5 separate regions of the Mus musculus genome follow, and all the other regions are linked to region 5. The links are chromatin contacts, called in public Hi-C and promoter capture Hi-C maps. All regions are on one chromosome and are shown on one strand. Each heading gives the region's core, a stretch centred on a gene start, on an enhancer-like site or on the middle of the called end of the contact. The rest is flanking DNA. Distances are from core to core; before and after follow the strand shown. Region 1 holds the start of Jade3 (jade family PHD finger 3). Region 2 holds the start of Rp2 (retinitis pigmentosa 2 homolog). Region 3 holds the start of Ddx3x (DEAD box helicase 3, X-linked). Region 4 holds the start of Elk1 (ELK1, member of ETS oncogene family). Region 5 holds the start of Maoa (monoamine oxidase A).

Evidence for each region. Promoter capture Hi-C pulls out the DNA fragments that hold promoters and counts their contacts. A called contact is a pair of places that touch in the nucleus more often than the background predicts.
Region 1: a promoter capture Hi-C map of pre-B cells shows a contact between it and region 5. The contact joins the promoter of Jade3 here to the promoter of Maoa in region 5. A contact is called at or near these places in 2 of 39 promoter capture datasets (cranial neural crest and pre-B cells).
Region 2: a promoter capture Hi-C map of second pharyngeal arch cranial neural crest shows a contact between it and region 5. The contact joins the promoter of Rp2 here to the promoter of Maoa in region 5. A contact is called at or near these places in 3 of 39 promoter capture datasets (cranial neural crest, pre-B cells and second pharyngeal arch cranial neural crest).
Region 3: a contact with region 5 is called in a promoter capture Hi-C map of pre-B cells. The contact joins the promoter of Ddx3x here to the promoter of Maoa in region 5. A contact is called at or near these places in 2 of 39 promoter capture datasets (cranial neural crest and pre-B cells).
Region 4: a contact with region 5 is called in a Hi-C map of CD8 T cells, with 6 times the contacts expected there. The contact joins the promoter of Elk1 here to the promoter of Maoa in region 5. A contact is called at or near these places in 1 of 39 promoter capture datasets (pre-B cells) and 1 of 484 Hi-C or Micro-C datasets (CD8 T cells).

Annotation. Positions count from the first base shown.
Region 1 is chrX:20,424,437-20,427,136 of GRCm38.p6, reverse strand. It overlaps Jade3 (jade family PHD finger 3), which reads right to left and starts at 1,449. Exons shown (of 13, transcript NM_199317.2): 1 at 1,307-1,449.
Region 2 is chrX:20,362,981-20,365,778 of GRCm38.p6, reverse strand. Rp2 (retinitis pigmentosa 2 homolog) reads right to left here and starts at 1,298. Exons shown (of 5, transcript NM_133669.5): 1 at 951-1,298. The coding sequence starts at 1,043.
Region 3 is chrX:13,279,677-13,282,483 of GRCm38.p6, reverse strand. It overlaps Ddx3x (DEAD box helicase 3, X-linked), which reads right to left and starts at 1,462. Exons shown (of 17, transcript NM_010028.3): 1 at 1,327-1,462. The coding sequence starts at 1,371.
Region 4 is chrX:20,949,173-20,951,872 of GRCm38.p6, reverse strand. Elk1 (ELK1, member of ETS oncogene family) reads left to right here and starts at 1,265. Exons shown (of 6, transcript NM_007922.5): 1 at 1,265-1,433. It overlaps Uxt (ubiquitously expressed prefoldin like chaperone), which reads left to right. Exons shown (of 7, transcript NM_013840.3): 7 at 1-208.
Region 5 is chrX:16,618,177-16,620,993 of GRCm38.p6, reverse strand. Maoa (monoamine oxidase A) reads right to left here and starts at 1,296. Exons shown (of 15, transcript NM_173740.3): 1 at 1,081-1,296. The coding sequence starts at 1,153.

The sequences.
Region 1 (2,700 bases), core at 200-2,699, 3.8 Mb before region 5:
GGAGCAGTTATCTTTATCTGACTGAACGCAGGGAATGAGGTCACCTTTTCCTCTAGGACACTGAAATCTCTGTCACCATGGTTTTTATTTCTTATACAATCAAACTGTGGCGGGTGGAGGGTGAGGTTCTCATCCTCAGCCTTACAGTTAAGTGCATCTCACAAGGCGGGGTTGGTCGACCCTTGTGCACATCTTTCCTTGTGACTCAACGCCAGTGGAGTGGTCAAACAAGTTTCTTGTGAAAGCCCTACAAGGTACGTATGTCCTAGGGCTGCAAAGAGATAAACTCTTAAGTGTATCTTCACATGCCACCATTAAGGACACTCACTAAAGAGTCCCCCCCCCCCACACTTTCTTCCCACCCCACTTTCTTCCTTACAAATAATGAACGCTGTTTGCCCTGTGTAATTTAAAGCCCAATTCCACCAAAACTCTGCTCCGAAAAGCAGGAGGAAAAGGCTGGGAGGATTAAAAAAATAAAATAAAATAAAATCGATGTGGCTCCCTCAGAGGAGCTGGAGAAAAGTTAACAACTATGCCCGGTGGCAGAAAAATCTCCCCTTAATTGGCATATCCCTGGCGATTTTCCCACCCCTAGACCTCAGGGCGATTGCGGGCTTCGAACACTCACTGCGTCCTAACAATGACTGGAGAAAGGAAAGTTCGAGGACGGAAGGGCACCCGCACTCCCACTAGGTTGGCATTTCAGCTCTCAGAGTGCCTGGTTGCTCCCCACACTGCCCGTCTTGCCCTCTCCGGACCCTCAGTATCTTCCCGCTCCGCAAGGCTCAAACAGCCAGGGTGCGCCCTCTCGCTGCTCGGACCCGGCAGCCACAGGCAGCAGAAAGAGCATGCCCTCTAGCCCCGAGGTCTGGCCCCAAGAGTCCCTGATAGCACAGGACAAGCACGGAAAGGGGCACCCGGAGGGGACTCCGAAGGGAACGGCCGCCACAGTTATGGCGCTCAACGCCTCCGGAGGTGTCCGGGAGGCTGTAGCCCAGCTCGTGTGTCCGTGTCCGCGCGCCCCCCCCCAACCCCCCGCCCGGGCCACCGGGCACAGCGCGCCACCAGCAGCGGGGCGACTGGGCACTTTACCTCAGCCCACACACGCTCTGTGTTCCGGGGCTCTCGGGGGGACCCCGGGGCAACCGCTACGTGGAGCTGGAGCGACCCCGAGGGTGGCAAGGCCGGGACCCCAAGCTCCACGCCGCTCGCGTCCCACTCCTCGAGGCCGCCACTCCCGCCACTAAACCCGCACTACGCCCACAACCTCGCTGGTGCCGAGGCCACCCTCGAGAGCGCCTACCTCCGGCGCAGCGTCTCGCTCCGCTCCTTCCTCGCCGCACACTGAGGGCCCCCTCAACGTGCCGGGCGAGTCTGGCTAGGGTGGTAACCGCCCCCTAGCCGCCTGCTTTCTTCTCTTCCCTCCCTCGCACCTGCCCCCTAATCTCACCCCGCCCTCCTGGCCGGGCCTTCCGAGGAGCCGAGGGGGCCGCCCCCTAGCGCTCTGCTCCCGCCCCCGGCCCTGGCCGCCTGGCCCTTCAGGCCTCAGCTCTGGACAGGCTGCTGGGCGGCGGCGGCAGCCGAGGCGGCGCGGAGCACTATTGTATTCCTGACACTGTGCGCTCCCACGCTCCGCCTCTTCCCTTTCCTTCCTCATCACTGCAACTCCCCGCCCCACCCCCCCCCACCTCCCCCCACCCCCGCCGGCTGCGCTCGCCCTACCCGGCTGACTCCCCGCCGTCTGCTCGCCGCGCGATCTTCTGGCGGGCTGGGCGCCGTCACGAGCGCCACCGGCTTCGAGGCTCCACCCACCTCAAGCTCCCGCACGCGCGGCGCGGCGCTTCAGGTGGGTTCTCCTCCCCTCCTGCTGCGCGCGCTGCTGCCCTGAGGCGTCCCAGCCCTGCTAGGCGCTTGGGCCAGCGAGGTGCACTGGCTCCTGCTCCGGCAAAGTCCAGCCTGAGCTTTCCCACCCTCCTGACTCGATTGTAAAGTTCTACGAGTGCAATTCGTCCCTAAACTCTAAGACGACCATTATTTCTGACGTTTAGACTTGAAGCATGGATAAATAATAAAAGCCAGGAGGCAATTGACAACACATTAATCCAGTTGTGAGCAAAAATGCTTTATGATGGGGTGGGACTTCTTGATTTCTTTTTCTTTTTTTCTGATGTCGACTTAGCCTACAGCTCCCAGTTATTCAAACCCTCGTCCAGGTGTTCCTGGGGAGATATTTTGGTACTATAATTAAAGATCGGTTGACTTAAAAGTAGGGGTCGCCGTCTTGGATAGTTTAGGTAGGCCTATCAGAATTATTTGGAAAAAAAACTTTAAACTAGGGCTGAGACAGACAGAGAGGGTTGGATAGAGAATGTAAAACTGGTGTACAGAGCGAGTTCCACTACAGCCAGGGTTATACAGAGAAACACAAACAAACAAGAAAAAGTTCACCATGAATGCCTGCTTTGGTCTATTCTATGCCCCTGCGTTCCAGCTCCCTGGTCATCTGCCCTGCAACTTTTTGTTTTGCTTAGCCATTGTCACAATTATGGAAGACAATAGCGTCAAATAAATAAGGGAGACATGATGTATAGTAGTAATATATAAAACAAGTGTACATAATTTACTACTGGTTCCTGGACCTTTGAAATACAGATGCTTGAAAACAACTTTTTTTAATTTACCTTGCTAGAATTGAAA
Region 2 (2,798 bases), core at 49-2,548, 3.7 Mb before region 5:
TCATGACACCCATTTAAAAGAACAAGCGTTCTTATTTTGTTTGAGAAACTATAATAATTGATGTCTATTAAGTGTTTTACAAAGCAACTACACTAAGAAGAAAAGAAGAACTTTGTAGAAAGAGGAACCATTGTGAAATGTATGCCTAAGTAAGTGTGTTTTGTGCAAGATTAGGAGACTTTTTCAAACCTTTTGAGATATATATATATATATATATATATATATATATATATATATATATATATATATATATATATATATATATATATATATATATATACACACACACATATGTATATATGTGTGTGTGTATGTGTGTGTGTACATATATATATATATGGCATTTTCGTTCATATAAAGCTGCAATAATAAACTACTTCCTGGTTTGTGTTGGGTACTTTCACCTTACACAATACACTCCAAGACTGCCTCAATTTTCATTATTCTTTTCTGATAAATGGAAGACGAGAATAAAGGTAGACATGAAACAGTCCATTTAATAACTGAGTAACACCAAGAGGCACCAAAAGCGATTTTCAGAGGAGAGCAGACAAAAGAGTAACAGCTTGGGAATACAAACCGCAGAAAAGATGAGAACCAGTCTTGCGTGTGTAATTCGACCACTGGACCAAACCCCTTTGGCCAACGCTGGTGAAATGAGCTGATTGGAGATTCAGCACCTTCCTGGCTCTTTCCCTCCCTGGAGTCCTTTCTAGAATCCGGAGTCGGGGTGCAGAGCCTACAGAGAGGCCCTGGGAGTCTAGTTAGGCTGACCACTAACTCTATGCCTCCTTTGGGCCCTTCACATCCCGCCCCCAAAGTCGTGCGACTTCAGCTGCCTGTGCGCGCCAGTGAAAGCCAGTTGTGGGCCACCCGCCAAACTGCCCGCTTTCATCTGCTGCAAAGGGCAGCCGAGGAGGGCCCAAAGCAAGGGATCCCCAAAACATCACCTTCTCCCGCTGGTCCCAGCTGTACAGCTTGGGCTGCTCCTCCTCTCCCTCAGCCTTTTCACTCTTCCTCCTCTTAGTGAAGCAGCAGCCCATGGTGCGGCCTAAGGGTCTTGGTAGTGGACCCCACTCGCTCAGACACCTTTCAGAGGGTGGCGGGAAGCCAGGGTGACTCGGCCAACAGCTCCCCGGACACCGCCCAGGGGAGCAGCCCCGCCGCCAGGAACCCTCAGCACTCCCGCCAGGCCCAACACCCTTCTCCGCCCAACCCCCTAGGTCTCCGTGACGACCTATGGCAACCAATAAGCGGGCAGCAGCCTCTGAGCCAATCAATGCCTCGCAAGCTGCTCTGCTCCTATGAGCTCAGGCCAAAGTATTCATTCACCAATCCTACGTCAGCGGGGGGCTGGCCAGCTCAGGTGCTCTCACCGAGGGCCCCGTCCCCAGGTCGGTCCTACTCCACCCCCAGCTTCTCCCCTCTAGTGAACTAGGCTGGGCTAGCTGGCTGCTGTTTGATTGGGCTGAGTACCTTTTCCTGACCCGGTGCTCAAATTTCGAAAGTTTCCAAAATTTAAGCTCTGGAGGGGATGCCATACAGAGTAGTGGACTTGTTTTATGACAAAAATTGCTAGGGAAAAAAATCTTGCTGATTTTGTAAAACAAATTTGTGTCCTTCACTCCTCCCTTTCAGTACCTTTCTAGGGAACCCACAAGCTTCTGGTCGAACTGTTCATGTCTGGTGTCTGTAGAGGTCAGGAGAGGGCTCAAATCTCCTGGTTACTAATAGTTGTAAGCCATCAAGCAAGTGCTAGGGAGCGAACCTGGATCCTCTGCAAGAGGAGCAAATGATCTTAAACACTGAGCCATCTCTCCAATCCTTTGAGGGATGTCTAAAAGCTTCCACTTATCTCTCCAAAATTGGACAAGTATTTAGGATAAAAACCTAGTATTGTCTCCTTACTAGAACAGTGAATCTGGGAGCAAAAGGATATTACAAAAAGGCATGTACCTTTGAATCTCTCAGCTTATGCATCCAATGACAGAAGCACATATAACCTTTTTCCAATCTCTTCCAAAAGACAGTAGTCCAACTATAGAGGGTAAGAGAGGCATGTTGACTCACCACAAAGGAGCTTTAGGAACTCAAGCAGTGCAAAGTCTAATAGAGGATATAAACCCTATCATATAAACAACCTGATCTGTTCAAAGCAAATGGTACAAAGTTCGCGTGAAAACATAAAAATATACACAATCATTAACATTTGTTGTATTTGGGTGGACTTTGAGTACAATGCCCATGTATTGCTTTCATAATAAGTTGATTTCTCTGAGATACAGTATTAAAACATCATGATAAGACATCAAATGCAGACTAGCACTTTCAAATTTGTTTATCTTTTTACTTGACCATACCTATCACATTTAATGTAGATTCTAAAAGAGCCTCTGACTCAATTTGGGCATTAAGATTGTTCCTCCTTTCACTTCCTGCCCTTTTTGTACAACCAGGAAGAAGGGTACAGTGCTTAAGAATTATAAATGACCTGAAAGTTAAGCTCCAGGTCTTGGACAATAAAAGCTGTGCATTACTGCCTTTTTCTTCAGTCAGATCAAAGTTCTATGTGAGGATAGTTTTGTATTAGAGCCCTGCTGCTAATTTATATTCATAGAATAGCAAAAGTTTGATCACTGCAGAGTGCAGAATAAGAAGCTGAAATCCAGGGATGAATCTGTGGTCACAATGAATGGAATTGAGCAAGAACTAGAAAAATTCAGATCCTCTGTCCCTCATGGATCATGTTCTTCATAAAGACACAACTCAATAAAACTAATTTTAGAGAAAGAATTTCT
Region 3 (2,807 bases), core at 213-2,712, 3.3 Mb after region 5:
CACTCCGAATTCCTAAGCTTTCGAAGTTAAATCCACTACCAACTTATGAAAGGCTCTTGGAAATATAATTTCCAATATAGTTCAACAATAGTATCATTTTAGTATAAGTATCATTTAGAATGGAAAATGTTACCAGTGTCCCTTAAGTTACAATGTGTCACAACATGGAAGATTTACTGTAGCAGGTCATAGGTCAGGCAGAAGGCACCAGACCCTCATCTCCTTGGCCTCTAAATCTAGAAATGGAGTCTCGATTAAGTAATCAGAAACCAGGCCTGACCAATCTCCCAATTTTACTTCGATGGCAGCAACAAGTTATCTGTTGCCATATTCTGGGCATTTTGCCTCTAGAGGATCCCAGAGTGGGCCATCACTCGCAAGGCGCGTGGTCCTCCCTTGCGCCCAGGTAAAGGGCGGGCGTGCCCGGCTCGGGCCGCGCGGTCGTTTCCTGGAGCCTAAGGCTGAGCAAGGGCCGCGCCGGGTGGCTCGCGTCACCGCCAAGCCCGGCGCAAGTGCGCACGCAGCGGCCCTGGCCTCCCTCCCCCTCCTCCCCCCGCCCAATCCGCCCTGAAATTTCTGCGTCACAAAACTTTCCACTCGGGAACCGCGGCCTCCCCTGCCGCGACGCACCGGGCCGGCGGGGCCGAAGCAACCCAGCTGGCTTGCAGGCGAACCCGCTGGCGGGCAGACCCGGGGGGATGGGGATGGGGGTGGGGGGGCGACCGCGCAGCACCGCCGGCCTGCGCCACACAAAGGAGGCCGCCGCCATTAGCCCGCGCAGAGGCCAGCCCCCCTCCCGCGGCGCCCCCTCCCACATTCCAGCGCCGCGGGGCCACTCGGCCAGCCCGCGCGCCGCCGCCAGCTCCCTAATTTCCAAACCACAGCCACTGGGGCCATGGAAGCCCAAAGCCCCGGAAATCCGGGGCCAAAACCATCCACCCGGGCCCCGCCACGCCACGCGGGGCAATCTCCCCCCCCCGACCGCCCCGATCCCCACCTGCGGGTCACTAATCAACCAGGGGACGCGCGTGCGCCCGAATGCGCGCGCCCCCTCCCCCTCCGCTCGCCTGCGCACAGACACAAAAGCCGCCATTGTGCTCGGGCCAGGGACAATACCGCGCACCGAGCCGAGCCGGAGGAATCACCGGCTCTAGCACTCCCCCCGCAAGCATCCAGTCCCTCCAGAGCCCCTAGCCACTGGCCACCCGCCGGCCCGAGCCGTCCAGGGAGACGGGAAGGCAAAAAGCAGAACTTAAAGAGCTGCGCCACAAGGCAGGCTAGGGCAGGGGGCAAAGTGATGCAGCGACCCCCGCGGCTCAGGCTCACCTGCTGGTCCAGCCCGAGCGCATTTTCCACTGCCACATGACTCATCCCTGAAGAGTACCGAGAAATCGGAGTCTTCCGCTGCTGAGCAAAGGCTGCCTCTACCGCAAAGGCCCTCTCACGGGAGAACTGCGGCTTTGAAGCGCACCGCGCGGCCACCGACCTTATATACCGACTCGGAGGACTGCTACGTCAGCACGTAAGACGTGTGCCCTCCTCTCCCGGGCGGCCGGCCACTGCCGTTAGGAGCTCTGCCTGCTTACGGTGCGTTGCTCGGCTGAGTCCCGTGAGATTTCCTAATCAGTCCAGTTACCCGCGTCCTCGTCGGCTCATAAAGAAGCCTTGGGTATATGTGGTTCTGGTTCTCCTGGGTTTGCTATCCCCTGGTCTCCACCGGTCCCCTAATCTTACTGTTTTCTCGAGATCTCGCGAGAAATGATTGCTGACCGTCCTCTAGCCTTAAGGCCCTAAGCTTTAAACTAGGTTGATTGGCTGCTCCTCCCCTGTGTACCCAGTTTTCGTCCTTCTTTCTAGCACTCGTCCCTTCCTCTCCGTCCCCGGGCGTGGAGATGATGCAGTGGGCTTTGTCTGGCCTAACTAATGAGCCCTGGCTCTGCGTGGAGGGCAGTGGGATCACGTGACCGTGGGTGTCCAGCAAGGTGGCCATCTTGTGAAGAAGGGAAACTCGCTTGACTAGTGCTGGGAATGGGAGGGAGGGACGGGAAAACTGCGGGAGGGCGGGGAGGAGAAAGGGGGAAGGGAACTAGAAATGAGAAGCAGAAAGGTGGAAGGCTGCATGGTGACCCGAGTCCATCTGAGCAGGGACTGTAGGGGATGTGCGGGTTGCTGTAGGCTTCAGATCGCCGTTGCCTATAGATAGCATCACTCCCACAGCCCCACTCTGAAGGAACAATAAAACTATCTCACGCGAATCTAGAGCCGGCAATCCAGGACCCTCCCGGGACCCGGAGCCTCTCTCGTTTGTGAAAGAGTCACTTATTGTAGGCCCCTGTGTCCTTCCGCGTGGCATTCCTGGCACCAGCCTGTGGCTGTTGGCACAGTAAGGGACCCCAGGGAGGCGAGAATGTGTGACTGGACACAACCTGTGTCTCCCTGACCGAGATAACTTGCCTCAGGCCTCTCTCTCCACTAGACAGAATATGGAGGAAAAAGGGGTCTGTCATCAAACGGGCCGATTCTGGTGGACCCCGCTTCTAGGCGGACCACCCCCCAAGACTCAGCTTCAAAAACACATACCCTTAAACAACAAAACCAAAAGAATATATTGAGCCCTCAGCTTTTAGGCAATGGCAGCACACAAGTTACCTAAAAGATACTCCTTTCTGACCCTCAGTTTCACAAATAAAACACAGGACTCAGCACCCCCCCCACCTCAACCCCAAACCCAACCCCCCCACCAGGGGCCTTCTGCTGCCAGAATTCAAACAATTACTTCTCATCACATAGTTTACTGTACAAACTCT
Region 4 (2,700 bases), core at 16-2,515, 4.3 Mb before region 5:
AGACCAAAATTACTGGAAGACCCATCCTTTCTGTAGAACCTCTAAAACGTTCTAGAGGTCTTGCCTAGAACTTGTGTTTTTCTCCTGACTTTATGCTTTACTCTCTTTTGTCGCCTTTAGAACCTTGGCCCTGCTCCTCACAATTCCTTTTCCTAGATATTTGTATCTGTGCCCTTTGTCTTACCATAAAGAATGGACTGAATGGGCTGAAGATGAGATTCAATTGGTAGCATGCTTGCCTGTCACACATGAAACTTAAAATTCAGTCCCCAGTACTGTGTACATAAGCTAGGTGTGTGGCACACCTGTGACTTCAAGAGATAGAGGCAGAAGGATTTAAGTTTAAGGTAATCCTGGGCTACATGAGACACTTGAAACAAATTTTTACAGTTCCAGTTCAAAGTAATTTGTTTCCATGGCCGTCAGCTTTTTACTTCAGATCTTAAGGTTTATTGTCTCTCACAGTCCAGTGGTCATCCAGGTACCCTAAATAACACTACTGCCCAACCCTTGACTTGGTCCCTAAATCGTAGTTCTAATAGTTCTACTTTCAACAGTATGCAGAGATCCTGCCCTCCCTGCTACAGCCCCTACAGTCCCTAGGTTTAAGTCCAGTCATAGATCACTAAGAACCTAAATCCACCCTTACAACTGACTGTGGCTAGACTCTGCCCTTGTAGACAGTTAATTTCCACCTCTCATATACATTTCCTCTGTATATCCGGCAGCCATTCCGGCCTCCACCTTTTGCTGAATTCAAAGTTAGTTTTTGCCTAGCTAATTACCCATAGCGTTACCCTACCCCCCTCCACAGAGTTGAGTCCTACCCTGCTGCTATGGCCCTTTCTAAATAAGTCCTGTTTCTGCTGAACGGTATGGTGTACAGCACCACCTACTTTGGTGTTTTGGCCACTGTCTGGGAGAATCCTCCAATCAGCTGAAAACAGCCCATCACCACCCCTCCATCCTCTGGGACTGTCTGTCTGCCATCAATCTCACTTAAGCCAATCGGTGTGAACTGGGCGACCTCCCCATCCCTCCTCAAACCTTGGCACTTGGCAGTCCTCCTTGACCCAATCGGCGTGAGGCACTAGCGCCGCCCAACACCTCTATAGATTCAGTTGGCCACCCGCAGTCCATCAATCCCTTTTAAGCCAATTGTGTTACAGCTCTGTTAGTATTCCTCCACCACCCAGGCCCCTGTGCTTAGGATCCTTGGCATTTTGTCCAATCAGCAAGCAGGAGGACGCTTGGCTCCTCCCATGAGAGCCCACGTGAGCGGTGGGGAAACGCAGGGGCGGCTTCTGGTTGCTGCTTCTGCTGTCGCCGCCACCACCGCCGCCGCCTTGGAACCGGGGCCTGGGGGGCGGTGGGGCCTCGTATGGAGCCCCCGCCCCCCGGAGCTGCCACTGCCACCGCCGCGCCACTCGCAGGTGAGCCCAGGCCCACAAGGTGGAGGACCCTGTCCATGACCCCACGTATCCTCACCCCCGCGCAAGGGATGTGGTTTGGCCCAGCCTGCTGGTATTTGGCTCCACTACCATCAACTGATTGCCCCTGTGTGTGCATTGCCTGCTCCTTTTGCCCTTTATAGTAGATCTGAACGTGGGCTAACATCCTGCTGTCTGTATAATGGATCTGTCTGTGAGCTTATGATTTTCCCCACCCCAACTTAATGGACTCGTCCGTGGTCTTGCCCTCCCCAACCCCCACTTATTGGAAACCAGTCTGTTGCATTGTCCAGTCCCCCTTTAGTCGTAGCTGTGTCTAAAGTGTTTCCATTTCCCCTAGCCTCAAATTTAAGGGGAACCTTCTGTGGCTTTGTTTACTGAACCCCTCATGTTTATTGTAGTGAATCAATCTGTGGCACTGTTCCCACTTAAGACACCCCATTGTTTGTTCAACAGTGAGTCCACCTAAGTTTACATTATTGCCCCCCTTGAGTCCCCAGTGCATAAGCCCATGACTTTATCCACCTCCTCCCATTGCCCCCATCTTACTGTGAATTAGTTTGCATGCTTGCATTCATATTCCTCTAGTTATCACCGCCCTAACTTTTCTCCCTTATTTGTAGACTCCAGTCTTTGAGCTGCTTCCTTTTAACAGTGGGTCAGTTTGGTGCTTTGCAATTTTTATTTTCATTTTCAACAGCCCAGTCTATGGCCTTGTCCTATCCTTCACTTTAATTAATTATTATGTGATGGCTTTTCTTCTCTGCGGTTGTATAGGTATCAGCTTAAACCACATCTCACTTTTGTAATGAATGAGTCTGTTCAGAAGCCTTCTGCCACCCCAGTGTTTACAGTCTCTCAAATCCTCAGAGCTTGCAATCCCTCCCCAAAGGGGATAGATAGGCTTTGTACTTTATTTCCCTCCTCCTCCTCCTATGTATTGGGTCAGTCTTCTCTGCCCCCATCTCCTAGGAAGTCCTGTGTACTTGTAAAACCCAGGGACTTTTAATATATGCCATGTTCCTCATAAACTCTCTTTTTGTTTGTTTGTTTTTTGTTTTGTTTTTGTTTTTTGTTTTTTTTTCAAGACAGGGTTTCTCTGTATAGCCCTGGCTGTCCTGGAACTCACTCTGTAGACCAAGCTGGCCTCGAACTCAGAAATCCGCCTGCCTCTGCCACCCAAGCGCTGGGATTAAAGGCGTGTGCCACCACTGCCCAGCCCTCATAAACACTCTTAGCCACTAGGCAT
Region 5 (2,817 bases), core at 47-2,546:
ATCTAAAATAACTATATAAGCACGTTTATGGTCTACTCAAAGGGAACATATATTAAAATAGATACTGTGGGGGCACCCTATTTACTCCTTCCTACTGTCTTTCTCCCTCTAAATTATATCTTGCACACATCTCTGAAATTATTAACACTTGAGAGAAAGGGCTTGGACTTCTACCTAGAGACAAAGAATAACTCCTAAATTTTTACAATGACAATATAGGTGGCAATTTAATATACATATATTTATGAGGTCTCCAGGAAAATAGAGAAAAAAATTTCATCTTCCCCTTACTTGATGAGCCATTTAAGCCAATACCACAGGACAAGATTTAGACAGTGCAGCTCTCAGCAAAAGCATACAAGAGATTCCCTTTGAACAATTCACTACACTTTTATACAAGTTCTGAAAAAAACCCAGCAGGAATACGTTGAAACTTCCAGCTCTTTAAAAAAAAAATTACTTTTTTCTAAAAGATGCTGTCTCCGTATTTTTTTTTTTTTTTTTACCTACTCACTTTCTAAGCAATGGTGCTTCAGAGAAGAACTGAACTGAACTAATCCTACTACTACTTCAGTAGTACATACATAGACTGGCTGTTGTGCTATTCAGAGGAGAGGATGTGAAGTCAGGGAGGCTAAGCAACCACCTATAGAATTGGAAGTGAAGGTCTTAAATGGGAGAAAACAGGTCTGTGGCTTCCCAGGGAGGTATTCAGACACCAGGACAGTTACTGAAACTCTTAAGCCACAGTTGCTTGGTTTTGTAAAATAGCAAATGTGTTGCCAACCCACCACACTGTTGAAGACAGGGGAAACTCATGTAATCTGCTAAATGTAATTGCAAAACAAGAGCTAATTAATCATTAGTATTAAGTAGTTAGGAGTCAAATTATTTTGCCTCCCTCCACCAGTGTATGCAAAGGGACAAGCCCCTGCTCCCATCTGGCAGGATCTGGGGCCCTGTTATAGTTAACACTCACACGGAGGAGAAAGACCCTCCCAAACACAACAGGGACACTGCAAGTTCCCTACCCCTGGTCATCTAGGGCCCCTTATGCTACTATTAAAGATCCAAACTAACCTGAGATGCCGCCTCCAATCACGACTACGTCGAACATGTGGCCTGTGATACTGGGCTTCTCCAGATCCGTCATGGTTTGGGTAAAATTCTCCCGAGACTTGGGTTTAAAAGGGGGGACCGCCCAGGGTGGAACAGACCCTTGTACCGCCCCTTGACTGAAGTCCGAGGGCGGAGCTGATGTATCTATCCATACCCGGGAAGAGCCCGGCCCTGAAGGCGGAGCGCGCTCTTGTGCAAAAGCTAGGGGAGCGCTCAGGGGCGGAGCTGATCCTTGCTGAGATACCCAGGGAGAGCCCCATACGCAGGGCAGGGATGGCCCTAGCATAGGCACTTGAGAGGCATGGAAAGGAGCGGGCCCTTGATCATACAGTGGAGGAGATATGGATATAGGACTATCGAGTGACATAGGCAACAGGGATTCGTCACGGGGAGCGGAAAGTGTTGATGGTGATAACCAAGAAGAGGCTGATACAGAATGCCTGAGAGAATCTTCTGCCGATTCTAGTGGGGAGTTGTCTGGTGTGTCTGGCAGGGATGTGCTTCTGTGCATAAGATGTTCTGGTGCCAATCCCCAGGAGGGGCGACACAATACGGATGGAAGGGATGGAGTGGGCTCCACTGCCGACCCTTGGGGAGTGCTGGTCAGTGAGGCAGGGATAGACCCCAGTTCTGACTCAACAGAAGTGCTAAGTATAGAAGCCATGGAGGACACTTGCACAGAAGCCAACGAAAATCTTTGCCCAGATAGGGATGAGTCTGGCATTGGGATGGATCCTACTGTGGATATGCGCTGAGAGAAAGAGCTAAGGAGGGTGGAGTCTGAGGCAACTGTGGGGACCTGAACGCCCCGATGGTGAACGCGGAGGCCCTGGGCATTCCTCTGGCCAAAATTATCACTGAGGCTCTGAGGGATGTTGAGGGCACTCGAAGGACTCCCCTGCTCCTGAATGGATTCGTTCGTCCGAGTCGAGGGAAGGGGTTGGGAGACGGTCCGCCGCAGAGGGTGGGAGGACTCGAACGAGCTGGCAGAGCTACTACTGCCTGCATGGGACTTCTCCACGTGGGTCTGGGAAATGGCACTCCGGGCTCCGGGGGCCAAATCCACCTCACGCCCCCGGCCACCGCGGCCACGCGTGACGCCCCTGCCTGGGGGGAAGGCCTTCTTTTCTGACATAATTCTCACAGCGGCGGGAAGCCGCGAATGGCTACCCTAAACCACCCCCATCAAGGGCGCTCCGCTTTCAGGGCCCAGCCATTTGTTACCAGTCCGCACTCAGAAGCCTAACCCAAGCGCGCCCGGCCCACTGGGAGGCGGGAAGATGCGGCGTCAGCGCGGCGCAGCTCCGCCTCTCCCACCTGCAGGCCTCATTTGTAGGCCGCCCGTTGAGGCCGGGCGATACCACTATGACGCGGAGGGGGCGTGTCTGTGGGCGGAGTCCACGTCAGCGCTCGCGCGACGATGAGTCTTATTAGCCTGAAGCTTTCACGGTATTCTCTTTTATCTAAAAGTAATGTGAGCTGGGGCGCGCTCAAGAAAGCCTATATTTTAAGGAGACAAACCCGAAGGGAGAAATGGGGGGACTCTACCCAGCTCAGTTTGGTTTAGCCCTCTGGTGACGTCACGAGGAGGTGTTGTCCTCGCAGCCCTGCAGGGGTCTCCGACCTGGGGGGGTGGGGTGGGGCAAACCGCCACTCCAACGGAAAGGTTCTTGGAATTCTTTGGTGTGTTTATATCTG